Linked DNA regions of Mus musculus: all the other regions are linked to region 2. Evidence: chromatin contacts called from public HiChIP or PLAC-seq and promoter capture Hi-C data. All regions are on one chromosome and are shown on one strand. The core of a region is the stretch at or near the end of the contact, and the rest is flanking DNA. Distances in the headings are between cores, read along the strand shown.

Region 1 (4,550 bases), core at 138-2,637, 740 kb before region 2:
CAGGGGCTGGAAGAAGTGGAAGAGACCCTGCCTTGGCAACTCTGGAGGCAGCACCCTTGTCTCTGACTTCTGGCTTTCAAACCCTAAGAGAACAAGTGTGTCGTAGTTTGTTATGGCAGCCATGAAACACAGTGATACCCTGAAGGCTTCTCTCAGGGAAAATGGGCTTCACGTGATTCTATGGACTAAAGAGACAGGCACTGTGCCTGACGCAAGAAGTTTCATGAAATCAACAACGTGTCATATAAAGGCGGCAGCACTGTACAGCATCTTCCTCAGTCTTGACCTTTAACCTCATCCCAGAGGGTGAGCCCTATCCCACCCCTATCACGGGTGTACAACCCAAGGTTTGGGCCAGCCAGGGTCATAGCAGCAGGGACTGTAAGTCAGGTGGTGGGAGTCTCATCCCTCAACCTGAACACAATTAACTTGGATTCTTGCCCCACCTGCAAGTGGCTATTCTTCATCCTAGGGTGAGGAAGGCAGAGAGGACAAGGAGCGAAAGGAGGCTCTGGAACCCTGGAACCCTGACGCAGCCTGCGCCTGTTGAGGTCTCCAGAGACAGTGGTCAGTGACTCTAGTCAAGCCATGCATTTCATTGGCTAGCATAAAGAAACCCAGAGTGACCTCAGAAAGGCCAGGTCACAGCCACGGGGGCGCCATGAAGCACCCATGCTAGTACAGGCGTGCTTGTCACAGCCTGGAATGAACCAAGGCTAGATAGAGTTCATCATTTGGGGCCCAGTGGCTTTTGAATTCTATGTTGCCACTCAATTCCCATGATCTGGTTGAGACCTCAAGGACACATTTGCAAAGAGTCAGTGTGAAGGCCAGGTCCGAAGTCACAATTAGCAGTCGGTCTCATCTGAGCAATCTCGGCCAGTTTAGCAGAGCCCCGGGGTGCTGAGTGCCAGTCTCCAACAGCTCACCCCAACCCGAAGCAAGCCAGAAGAAAGAGGAAGGTGGAATACTATTCTTAGATACAGTTGTGGCAAAGCCAGGCTCTCCCGATTACAGCACACTCACACAGCCCATACCCTCTGTTCATACTCCCTTACCTGTGATCAGTTCTTCAGACAGCTTCCTCCCAGGCTCAGGAATGCAGGTGCCAGGTGGCCACTACTGGCTCGGCTCCTTGCTGACTGGCCTACGGGCTGTCTCCAGCTGGCCTGGACAGGCAGAGTCCGCCCACAGCCGGCTGACTGCTCAGTACTGCCACCGCCCCCTGCTTCCTGCCCCACTTCCTCCCTGAGCCTAGGGGCCTGGAGACCCAAGGCAGGCTGAGGTGCTGCGGCAAGGACTCCAGTGGCCAGTTGATCATTAGCTCCTTGTGGACCAGAGCCAGGCCCTGTCCCTGCCTGCCCACTGCCAGCCCCGTGCTCTGTGGTAAAGGCCGGGGACACCCTTGGTGCTGAGATTGGGGAAGTCCACGGGAGGCCGGCTCTCTTGCCCTGCTAAACCCAGCCCAGCTCTCTGTTCCCTTTTCCCTTCTGCACACGTGCATACACATGCAATGCAGACATGTGGGTGGCCTTAGAGACATATACACAGACCTAGCACATATGTCTGCATGTGCACACACAAAATACACACGTTTTGCTTCTCACTCTGCCGCTGGCCTTATCTGAGCCCACTGACACCAACAGGGAGCATTCTGGGAGAAGAAAGGGTCCAGTCTCCTTCTCTGCTCACAAGTACCACAACCTTGAGCCAAGCCTGGGAGGGTTGGAGGGGACACACACTTTACCTTTCCACAGGCTGTAGCCTGACCTGAGAATGTCCCTGTGGCCCAGATTCAGGCCCGTCTCCTGTTCTTAGGCCCTTGCTGTGTCCACCGTGAAAGATGGAGCAGTTCTGCTTCCCACACTCACTAGGTGCTGTGGATACCTCCCGCCTGTCTCCATCTGTGAGGAGTTCTGGAGGTATAGGTGCATTGTGATCTCTCTCTCTCTCTTTCTCCCTCTCTCTCTCCCTCTCTCCCTCTCTCTCTCCTTCTCCCCAGAGAATGCAGGCCCCCCCAGATGCTAACCTTCCACCAGCCTTATTTTTCTGGAAGCTGTGTCAATAGAGGCCCCTGCAAGCCCACACCCATACATGGGTCTGGAGGCATTTCCTCTCCCGGCTATTGTCCCCACTGTGCGCCCAGAGCAGTATCCTGTTTGTCTCAGAAGCTGCTCTCTTGGCTCATGGCCAGGGGGATTTTCTGAGAGCCTCCCCCAATATATGCAGGGCACTCACTCCAGGGCCAACCAGCAGGGGCAAGTACATTTCTGGTCCAGGGCTCTTCAATAGGATCTTCCTAAAGACTGTAAAAAGCAGAGGCCACATGGTTCTGACTTTCCGAGGGCCACCCAAACCCCAGTCGGACTCAATTGAAATCCCTCTGGCAAGACCTGTCACTGTCCTGAGCCTCAGTTTCCCCTCTGCAAAAGACAGAGTTAGGAGGTATTCAGCTCTCATCGTTTTGACCTCTGACATGGCTGTAGTATGTTCAAATTGTCATTGCCACGATGTTAACTCTTTGGTTAGATCATGCCATAGGGCTTCGTGATAACCCAATGAAACTATCATCCAGGTGTCCCCAAAAGGCTTGATATCAAACAGACTTAGAGAGGCGTATTCCTGGGGCCCCACAACTCAGGCTGGCTCTGATACCAGGGTCCTCACTCCTTTATCCCCTCATTCTTTGCTGTCTGTATCTAGACAGAAACAAGTGGTCAGTGGTCAGTTGCTCCTCACCCTGCCCTACCTCTCCTTCCTCACGGGCTCCAGGAAAGGAAGCTGCATGGGGGCCTCTCTGACAAAGGCCAGCCTTCTGAGGCAGGTGCTCCCAGCCTGCCATTCAGGGTGCTCACAATCCAGGCCAATGAGGCCAGAGGTTCACACTGAATGAAGTCATGAGCCCAACTACTATTATGGACTATCCTTGTGGTTATAAAATGCAAGGGCAGGATGCATCTAAGACACAGGGTAGAGCCATCCCTGGGAGGCTAAGATGCTATTACACCACAACAGGAACAAAGAAAGGTTCCTGGCCTGGCTCCCTCAGTAGACTGTAGGCTTTGGGCTGGTACTCAGCATCCTTGTTATCCCCAGATATACTCTGAAACTGATTCCATCCCTCTGGATAGCATCCCCTGTGTGGCACACTCAAAAGACTCCTTGGGGACAAGTGTGACATTGGAGCATCCGCTCCAGGTCCTACCTATGGGAGAGCCCATATCCTGTCCACCAAGATCCAGCCATGGCTTGAAGCCCCAGGGTTGTGATAGCCCCCTGTACCGACTGGCACCAGGATGCGGTGACTGACCTGGGCAGTGATGGAAGGCCTCAGAGGGAAGGCCAGGAGGACAATAGAGATAGGATTTCCTCAGAGGGGAAATTCCTAGGCCAACTTTTGGAGAGAAACCAGACAACAATGGATTGTGAAGAATCTCCAAGGGGACAGATGAACTCAGAAGAAAAACAAAACAAAACAAAACAAAAAAAAAAGCACTTAAGCCAAGCGTGGTGGCTCATGCTTTTAATTCCAGTACTCAGGAGGAAGAGGCAGGTAGATCTCTGTGGGTTCAAAGCCAGCCTGGTCTACAAAGTGAGTCCAAGGCAGCCAGGGCTGGTTACACTGAGAAGCTCTGTCTCCAAAAACAAAACAAAACAAAACAAAACAAAACAAAACAAAACAAAACAAAACAAAACCAGAAAAAAAATCACACTTAACTCCAGCTGTATCCCAAAGGGCTGAGCCTCTTGCAGCTACCCACTCCCTAACATAGGCAGCTAGGCAAGGCTAAGCACCCTGCCCTGCAATTAATCTGCAACAGCCTATAAATGTTGAGCTCAGGAGAGCAGAGGCCTCCAGCAGAACCTTAAGATCATTCTAGAACATGAGGACAAGTATACTTTAAGGCTCAGAGAAGAAATGCATTTAGCTTTGCTGACCACCCAGGTCCAACGTGACTCTGCCATCACAACTGGGCACCAGAGAAATAGCCAAGGTAGGCATGGGCACCATCCACCACCACTTTACACAGCAGGAGACCAGGTCTGGTGAGTGTCGTCTGTCGACTGCTCTATTGGGGCCTAGAGGCAGCTTCTTCGGTCACATTGGCCTGAATACCAGTGACTCGCTCAAGAGAGACCCCTGTGACAGGCTGAGCATGCAAAGGCTGGATGTGGAGCAAATACCAGCTAAGATATGAGACATGAAGAGATGCTGGGGGCAGCTGACTGGATGCAGGAATACAAACCTTCCCTGCTCTGCGTGGCACGGGAAGCCATCACACCGAGGAGAAAGATGGTAAACCATTGTTTCTCTCACAAGCAGTGGGATCCAGATAAAAATGGTTGGATGACAGCTAGCACATGGGGAAACTGACTTGTGGAGAGAGCCACCCTCAGCCCCTCACACAGGAAGAAAGGCTTTCAATGTATTTTCATTTCAAGGGGAATCTTTTCTTAGAGATCAGCCCTGCTTATAAGCAGGTATAGCTTTGGAGATGCACCCTAGCCTGACCCTCCGTGCCAAGACTACCTAGCCCTGAAACCAATCT
Region 2 (4,877 bases), core at 1,520-4,019:
CATCCTGGTGAGGGAGGCACCGACAGGAGCTCAAGGCTGCTCGCTCACATTTCCAGGATGAGGAAGCAGAGGGCAACAGACAGCAGCGGGTACTCCGCAGGCTTTCTTATTCTCGTCTTGGCTTCAGTCCACGGGATGCTGCCACTCCCATTTAGAGTGGATCTTCCCTCAGTTCAACCTCTCCGGGGGTTCTCTGTGATAGTATCATAGACATGCCCCCACGTGTCTCCCCTAGGTGATTCCAATCCAGTCAGGGTAGTAAAGAAGGTGAACCCCCACATCCCTCAATACTAGATGTTTCCAAACTGGACGACTCCAAGTTGCATGAGGGGATGAAGAGCCACCCCTTACCTGAGGCACCACCACCATGTCACTGAAGGCAGTGACATTTGGACGTTTGGAGTCAGCGCTGGTTCTGCTTTCCACCCCAGTGGTGCATGCTGGGCAATATAAAGGAATATTCAAGAGCCCTGTCTTCTTCTGTGATTCACCTAACCTGGCCAACCACTTTTCTGCCCAGCAAGTCTTGGGTCTGATCCATAAGAGGACATCTTAAAGCACCTGACACACAGCAGACATTATGCTGGAATGCATATCACGCCCACAGTCAAGCTGTGGGGCCATCTTCAGGACCTTCTGAGGACTGGCTTTCTTTGTAAACACCACTTCATCCTCTCTGGGGCCACCCCACGTGTTCATTTGATCTTCCAGCATCCCTGTCTCTGCTGGGCCGTCCATGACAACTGCTAAATGTGAACTCAGAGAGCTAACCTAAGTGTTTTCTCCAGGCAGCTCCATCTCCTTGTGTAGACTGCTGCCCGGGTGGGTGGTGAAGTTCTGGACCTCACGGGGACTACAGAACTGCCTAAGATGGTAACCTCAGGAGATGGCCCCCACTCAAGTAGTTCCTGAGTGGGTCGCCAGGTGGCAGCACAGGCCCGTATGCCTCCTGGCAGGAGAACCCCAGCTTGAGAAGGGATTCAGAGTCCCCAGGGTCCTCACCCCTGGGAAGACCCATACCTCCACACACAGCAGCTCTAACTCTTCATCTGTCTCTGCTTACAGATGTGCTGGTCACGGGCATTCTCATTTCTTTGACGCCTTTCAGCAAATGAGAAGACCCAAGATTTAAGAGGAACCATGTTCAGGACAGAAGAAATCTGGTGACCTGGTGTTACTGCCAGGGAAAGCCACAGGAGGTCTAAGTCTTATTTCAGAAAGTTTCAAAGGAAACTGTATAAGCCCCATGGTATTCATCGCCGGCTTCAACAATGTCATCACTTTCCCACAGTCTTACAAGAAACCTCACCTTTTAAAACTAGAGTATTTTTTAAAGCCCTTGCCAGCCAATATGACAATGTACCATAAATATTCCCATCCAGAGCTCTGCCCATTGGCCCATATTGTTCCCTAACAAAAGGGCCAGCGCACTGAATAACCATCTGATACCCGTCCCACTCCAGTCCCCTGCCCTTTTCACGGTTGGTTTGTTCCATCACAACCAAGTGCCATAGACTCAATCCAATTATGTCTCTTGATTTCATTGGTGCTCTAAGTATCCCTTCTCCTCTTACTCGACCCCAGCCCTAATGAATTAACAAATCAGGTCACTTGTCCTACAAAACACCAGTGAACCAGGATTCCTGGAAAGAAACTGTCTGCAAAGGCCAATTGACGGATTAAAGCCTCAATGACTGGAGATGCTGAACCTTGCAGGTGCAGAGCCTAGTTACAATTTATCTTGGGCTATCTTTAGTTCATTAAATAGATTCCCTGCCCCACTCAGTGTCAGACCTAACAGCAGGAAAAGACGATTAAAATCTTGGTAACACAGTAACAAAACTCTAATCTCCACCAAAGGGCTAAGCTTGCTATCAAATAGCATCTGCGGACTACAGCTGAGATTCCCGTTTGCTATAATCACCTACTTAATGTTTTCACTAATATATTTTATGTCTTGAGTTGTGGCTTTCTTTGTTCTGCTACTATGCAAACGTCCTGAAACTGTTTTCACGTTGGAACACAGGTGTCCTAAAACTGTTTCTGGGCCAGTCACTCATAAATGACTCCAGAATAAACTTATTTCCTATGAGGTGAGAGCTGTGCTTTTTGTGTGGACATGCTCTGCCCCACGCCCACGGCGGGCAAAAGGCAGCATGTGCTGGGGAAATGATTTTTAAAAGAGCGAAATTAAATAATAGAATTTTGGTCCCTTTTTTGTTTGTTTGTTTGGTTGGTTTGGTTTGGTTTGTTTTACGAGACAAAATTTCTCTGTGTAGCTCTGGCTGACCTGGAACTCACTCTGTAGACCAGGCTGGCCTAGAACTCAAGAGATCCGCCGAGAGCACACACAAGCCGTAGTCCACGGACGAAGCGTTCTGTCTCGAGATTTGCGGGAGCCGGGGGGAGGAAGGAAGAAGCTGCACATACCTAGACAGGACAGAAAACGTCCTCCGACAACTCTCAGCTCTGCGACCTCCCCCATAGCAGTGACCAAACATCAGCACCCATATTTTCGAAGCTCTCCTGCACACACTGCTGTTAGTTTTTTTTTTTCTTATGTTGCGTTCTGAGAAAATTGGAGGTGGCCGAAAGTACAAAATCAAGTAACGCTCATCGGGCCGTCCACAGCCAGCCTGTTGACACAACGCGCTTGCGGCATAGTAGAGATGGGGTCCGTCCCTTCCCGGGACACCCACGTTCCGCCCGCAGAAGGTAGCAGGAGCCTAAAGCGAGCACCAGTCACTTGGCACGAGTTCCCGGGTCCCCGCCTAGCGCTCGCCGCCTTCTGCCCGCCCTGACGCTCTTCCTCTTCATTGGCTGTCCCCTGGCGCGACCACGCCCACAGAAGCTCCATTTTCCTCCACTCCTCCCACCTCACCTTTCACCTCCTCACCTTCCGGGGCTCCCAGAAGCCTCAGTCTCCGCCCACCGGAGAAGGAGGAAACAGAATTCCGTCATGACTCGTAATTATTGGTGGAAATGGTCTGTCCATCAGAACAACAGCGGTCACGGATTAGCTAAAAAGCAGCAGTAGGTGGGAAAACCGGTGTAAGGGGCGTCCGCGCATGCTCAGTGTGGGCGCAGTGACGCGACCTCGGGGGCAGTCATGGCGGCTCGGTGTGTGAGGCTGGCGCGCCGCAGCCTCCCGGCTTTGGCACTGTCGTTCAGGTAAGAGAGCTTCACTCCTCTGCGTCGGCCTCACTCACGGCCGAGAGCTCTGGTGGGGGGTTTAGCGGCAGGACTGGTCCCCGCAGGCGGTGCCCGTGCACCCTGAAGTCACATCCTCACCATCGAGTCCCTGTGCCTGTTCTCAACGCGCGGCTGTCCTGGTGTTTACTGTGCGGCACTGCGCGAACTGGGCTCAAGAGACGAGAAGTGGGGACGCTGGGGCGTAAATGCGGGGATCTGGGTGATGCGTCAGGTGGAAGGCTCCGCCATTTGTTTGTCTGGTGACACACGGCACTCTCTCGGGCATAGGGGCACCACCCCTCCTGGAATTGCAAAAGTCAAGCTTAGAAGCGGGAGACTTGCCCAAGGTCAGGCAGCCAGGCAGAAGCCCGCCCGACCAGGGGCTGGGGTTGCTAATCCCTAATCCAGTCCAGGATGTGTACTGCCTGGTTTGTGGGCTTTTTCCACTCACATTCCTTCCCCCACTTTTGCCCTCCGCGGAATGTGAGGTCCAAGGAGCAAGAAAGCCAGTGTGTGTGCAGTTTATTTAGACAATGCCCATTTTTGCCATCTTTACTTTTACCCGTGGCTTCAGGTTTTTGAGTCGCATCTCCAAAGTTAGGCTCAGTATCTTTAGCTTGTTCCCTGCTAGGACCAAGTTTTTGGTTGATTAAAAAAAGAGAGACTTTGCCTGAGTCTTATGGAAACGGAGTGAACGGGAGCTGGCCTTTTCAGCGGGTGAGAGTGAGCAGGCGGATGATCTCGTACTTGTGACTAAAAGATGAAAACAGGTCTATGTTGTGCAAAGCAGGGAGGAGTCTGAAGTATTCCGGGGGAAGCACTTCCTATTTGTGGTGCTCTGTTTAGAGTTGACAGGAAAGAACCCCCATTTCCCATCCCATCCGGCCCTGTCCCATCCCCCAGCTTGGTTCATGTCTATCTCTGAAATTGTGGTTTTGAAGAAAGATGCTCTAGTAGGAAGTCATAACTCCACAGTATCCCATAAGCTTGGCTTCCCTCTTTCCTCCGAGACATAGCCCTAGGAATTCCTGCCCTGAAAGGATCTATACAGCAAAACTGATCTGCTGAAAGGCTGTGGTGGTCACTCCTAGGGGTGGAAATAATTCATAGTGAAGGCAGCCTTCACATTTTGTAGGTTTTTATATTCTTAGCATAATTTTGCTTCTCAGAATTAATTACTGATCTTTCTTTTTTAAACTTACGTGTGTGGATGTTTTGCTTGTATGTGTATGTCCATGTGTATGCCAAGTGCCTTCAGAGTTCAGAAAAGTGTCAGATACCCTGGAACTCTTAGAGTTAGGTAGTTGTTAGCTGGGAATCAAAGTCAGGTCTTCCACAAGAGGAACATGCTCTCAACCACTGAGCCCAACTCTCCAGCCCAGATTCTTAGACTTTTTAAAAGCGTGAAAGTAAAAATAAAATTAAAAGATCACTGCTGGAGCCAGAGAGAGATGGATGGGGCTCATTGGTTATACACTGGCTGCTTTTGTGGAGGACCCAGGTTTAATTCCCATCATCCACACTGGGTAGGTCAGCCACCTGTAACTCCAGCCCCAGAGATCCCACACCTCTTCTGGCTGCCTCTTCAGACTCACTTCCAGGACTCCTTTGGACTTCTCTTCCCATTTCCTCTGCATACACTCCCACTTTCATCTCTCTGTCCAAGTGATTCCCAGTTCCTGAGA
Region 3 (4,175 bases), core at 293-2,792, 790 kb before region 2:
TCAGACTGACATTCTCCTCTCTCTCCATAGCTCTGTGCCCTCCACAGTCTAGAAGTCTCGAGGGTACCAGAAGGTCTGCTTTATGCCATGCACTGATACACTGTTTCCAGTTAGGGACAGTCAGGCCAGAAAAGATTTTTTTCTTACAAATGGCTCAATCTGTAAAGAACAATTCCATTCTTACTGGTTTCTGCCCAGAACCTGATGTTAATAGTATCTGTCACATGGGAGAGCAGAGAAGAGTACACCAAACACAACCATGAAGGGAGCAGAGTAATGCAGGTGCCTGGCCACCCTGAAAACCCTCTGCCTCTCAGACAGCCAGGCCCAAGACAGGCACACAGAACCAGCACCCAGCACAGCCTGACAGAAGAAAACAGAGCAGGAATTGAAGACAGAGACCAGGAAAAGATTGCTTGACGCTCGTTCCCTTGTAAGTCACTGGAGGACTCTAAGAAACAGGAGTGTGGCTGGGTCAGAGCCTCACAGCCCACCAGACGCTACCAGGCTGCCACACTAGAGTTTAAGTCTAACTTTTTGTGACTTTGGGGACAGCATTTATCTCTTGGGGACCTCAGTTTCCCCATCTAGAAAGCCAGAGGGTTGTGTGAACTATTCTTAAAAGGCTGCCTAGTGGAAGTGGACAGATTCCCCTGGACCTCAGTTTCCTCAGAGTAAGGCTTTTTTGATTCCTGGTGGAGCTTACCAGAGGGACAGGCACCCTTCTGCAGCTGGCGCACTGGAGTCCCGGAGACCTGCAACGCACGACGGCTGGCGGCCTGCAGCGCGCACACGTCGGCATAAGTATGCCCGTCTGTGCCACACACAGTGTGGGTCCAACGGCAGCGGCACACGCCGCGCACGCACTCCAGACTGTCCCCGCACGGAGAGTCCAGGGGGCGGCCGCAGGGCTCGCCCTCGCTGGCAGCGCACACCAGGCAGCAGTTGCAGAGGTCAGGCACATAGCCCCCAGGGCAGCGAGGGCTCGGACAGCGCGACACGTCGCAGCGCGCAGGACACGGAGCCGCTGGGGGCTCCCGGGCCAGAGCCAACACAGCCAGCGTGGCCAGAATGGCCAGCGTGGCGGGGAGCAGCGCGCGCGCCTGCATCGCGGAGAGGCGGCGGCGCAAGACCCGCGGGGATACCGAGGCCCGAACCGCTCAGGCGCACTCTGGCCCGGAGCGCAAACAGGGCATGGTGTGGGGACTGACCCGGGCCTCTCTCAGCCGAGCTTCAGCAGGCGCTTAAAGGCCAAGACAGTCTGCCCTCGCTGGAAGGGGCGGCCCTGCCCGCCGCCAGCCCCGCCCCTGCCCCACGGGACCCCGCCCCGGCTGGTGGGGACCCACCCGGAGCCTCCTGCTCCCCGCTTGCCTGGTGTGCACTTTGGGTGACAGGTCTGCCGGCCCAGAATGAGGGTCTGGGAAAGGGGAGCTGCTTCGGAATACTCCAGTCCTAGCCAGGGACCTGACCGCAACCCCAGAGACATGAACAAGTCCAAATTCTGTCCCTAGCTCTCCTTCACAGAGGAACCCCTACTCTACTTGAGCAGCCAAGCTCAGCAAGGCCCCAAACCTAGACCCCTCCTGCTCTGCATCACTCCACCGGGCAACATTGGAGCGGATACTTAGAAAGCAGCCAGGTGCTCCCTTCCTCCCATCTTCAGCTGGAGGGGGGCCATCTGCCTTGGATCTATTCTGGGCTCTCTCAGATCTAGAACTCTGGTTGCTGCCTGTTGTCCTTCTGTTTCTTCTACAAGGATTACTGAGCACCTCCTACCTCAGAGTCGTTGGAAGTGCCAGGACACCAGGCAGTACCAGGACACCAGGCAGTGCAGGAACAGAAAGCACCTGCTCAACTTTCCCCAACACTTTGGTGCCTCCTCATGCAATCACCAAGCTACTTCAGACCCAGGACAGGTAGCAGGGTACAGGAGGTCAAGTTGCTAGTGGCTGGAGCTTCAGGAGTCAGAGGACCCAACAGAGCCTCCCTGGGAGGTGGCCCTAGACTGAATGAATCCGTTGTTCCAGGGGCTGGAGAACCTGGTGTGCAACTCTGGAGGGAAAGAAAGCATAGTAGAGTAGCTTGGCAGGAAGCTGTTACCTTCTGCAGTTTCTCAACAGCACTGGAAACAGGTAGCACACTGGAGGGTGTGTGGTGTGGTGTGGTATGGTGACACCTCTGCTTCCATGAGTTGATAAAGCCACACATACCTTGGATGGATGTTGGTGGAGGGCAGAGGAGGAAGGCCTGGGGAGCAGTCTGGTTCCAGGTCTGGGAAAAGCCCAGTAGCCAGGAAGCAGAGTGGCCTCATCAGACTGAGTTGTTTGGGAAAAAAGGAAGTGGGGTTCCAGGTGTGAGCACTCACCTAGTAGAGGTGGTAGTGTATGTGTGTGTGGTGTATTGGGGGGGGGGTAGTGATGTTGTGGTGTTGTGTGTGAGGAGGGGGAAAGCATTACTTTCTCTTAACAGAAGTGCAGGCCAGGTCTCCCTCCGGACTTCTCCAATGCAGATGGGGAAATGATGCAAACAAGGTTTTGCTCTACCGTGTATGTCATGGCAAGCTGTTCCACATGTTTGAGTAGGTTCCCTGTGCCCTCCTACCCCTGGGGTGAGTGTGGGGGCCTCAGAGTGAGGCTGGAAAATGACAGTGAGTTACAGGTTTCACTCACATTCGCTTTGTCCGAGGTCTCGAGTCCAACTTTTTCCCTCTGGGTCACATCATCCTCCCTGGTCACCTGACCTGACCCTTACTATGGCTGCATAAATGCTTTCAGTCACCTGTACAGAAGGGAAGCCGAGGCTTGGAATTAAAGGATAGACACAGCTGTAGCCTCGCTTCTAAGAGGGAGTCCATTCCAGGCTCTGTCTTTGTTCTGGAAGCTTCCAGGGAGTCTTGTGCAAAGGCAGGGCAGTGGCTCCCCCTGCTGCCTTAGCCCTTTACAGTTTCTCACTCAGTCACAGGGACACCTTGGGCCTCTCTCTGGAGTCTGAGTGACCCCAGGCCTTTGATCTGCAAGGGCCTGGCATCTCCTATGTAGTCCACCAGGGTAGGGGCAGCTCTTCCTACTCTCAGGACAGAAAGAGGCATCAGACACTTGACAGCCTTTGTCATCCAACAGTGTGAGTGGGCTCTGGCCTGACTCTTCCCTGATGCCCACTCTCTAACTGTGGTGGGTGGCTGGCTTGACCCATCCAGCCCCATCAGCCTGTGTTTTTCCCCTTTCCATGTACTGCAGTTCTTCACCATGAACCAGCATAGAGCTGGTTGCAGCTAGGGTGTACCAGGGTCTGCCTCCCTCCTGGGCACCCCAGACTGTCCTTCTGACTTGGCCATAGTAGAACAACAGAGCCAGACTTTGGCTTCCAGACTTTTATGCCTGACCCTTGCTTCAGCCCAGAGTCATGTCAGATGAGGTCATAGTTAACATGGCTTTGGGACCTCGAAGATCATCCCTGGCCACACATGGCATGTGATAAGGTTCCTCAGCTCATGTTAGTGAGTGACTCACAGGGTGGGCCCTGCTTGGGTGATGATATAAGACATTGTCTACAGCCCCTCCTTTGGGAACTCCCTCATGGGGGTGCTGAGAAGGGCAGAAGCAGCCGCTAGCTGTTCCTAGGAGCTCTATGAAGGAGGGGTGTGATCATCTTTGACCAGTTATTGTTAATCCCAAAAATGAGAGGAGAAAGACCACCTACCCAAATGCAAACAATTGATTAGAACAGGCTTTTTAACTCATGGACATGGGATGTCTTCCCCTAAAGGTGGGGTTCAAGAGGTCAGCATTGGACATGAGGAAGATTAGGTTTTTATAGTCCAGGGCTAGGGATTTCCAAATGAGGGATTTTCCAGGCAAAGTAGGTGGGCTTACAAAGGCAGACCGTTACAAGGTGGTCTTAAGAAGATACCAAAGTAGTCCTAACAACCCTTTGAAACAAAGGTAAGGTTGTAAGATGGCCTTTACAACTTTTTGAAACCAAGACATGATTGACATTCCTGGAACAGGCAAAACAGAATCATTCGTAGTTAAGGTTGCAGGTGGACCATGCATAGCCCAATCCTTAAGAAACGATGGTTTAATCATAAACAAGAAGGAGCCTAGCTTGTCTTTACTATAAGATGGCTTTCAAGTCTAAGATGGAGTCAGGCTGGTTCATCGTGTTGAGTCTCTATA

What was found. Promoter capture Hi-C pulls out the DNA fragments that hold promoters and counts their contacts. HiChIP or PLAC-seq counts read pairs in DNA pulled down with a chosen protein or histone mark.
Region 1: a contact with region 2 is called in an HNF4G HiChIP or PLAC-seq map of pancreatic cancer cells. The contact joins the promoter of Sh3tc1 here to the promoter of 2210406O10Rik in region 2. A contact is called at or near these places in 7 of 39 promoter capture datasets (the 3T3-L1 cell line, cranial neural crest, hippocampal neurons and 3 more), 4 of 115 datasets of contacts at active chromatin or transcription factors (embryonic stem cells, forebrain and pancreatic cancer cells) and 1 of 9 other capture datasets (adipose tissue).
Region 3: a promoter capture Hi-C map of the 3T3-L1 cell line shows a contact between it and region 2, with 2.2 times the contacts expected there. The contact joins the promoter of Htra3 here to the promoter of 2210406O10Rik in region 2. A contact is called at or near these places in 2 of 39 promoter capture datasets (the 3T3-L1 cell line and liver) and 1 of 115 datasets of contacts at active chromatin or transcription factors (bone marrow-derived macrophages).

The regions. Positions count from the first base shown.
Region 1 is chr5:35,727,889-35,732,438 of GRCm38.p6, forward strand. It overlaps Sh3tc1 (SH3 domain and tetratricopeptide repeats 1), which reads right to left and starts at 1,388. Exons shown (of 18, transcript NM_194344.2): 1 at 1,059-1,388.
Region 2 is chr5:36,462,085-36,466,961 of GRCm38.p6, forward strand. 2210406O10Rik (RIKEN cDNA 2210406O10 gene) reads right to left here and starts at 2,770. Exons shown (of 3, transcript NR_126488.1): 1 at 2,431-2,770. It overlaps Grpel1 (GrpE-like 1, mitochondrial), which reads left to right and starts at 3,101. Exons shown (of 4, transcript NM_024478.2): 1 at 3,101-3,171. The coding sequence starts at 3,110.
Region 3 is chr5:35,678,238-35,682,412 of GRCm38.p6, forward strand. Htra3 (HtrA serine peptidase 3) reads right to left here and starts at 1,543. Exons shown (of 9, transcript NM_030127.3): 1 at 707-1,543. The coding sequence starts at 1,109.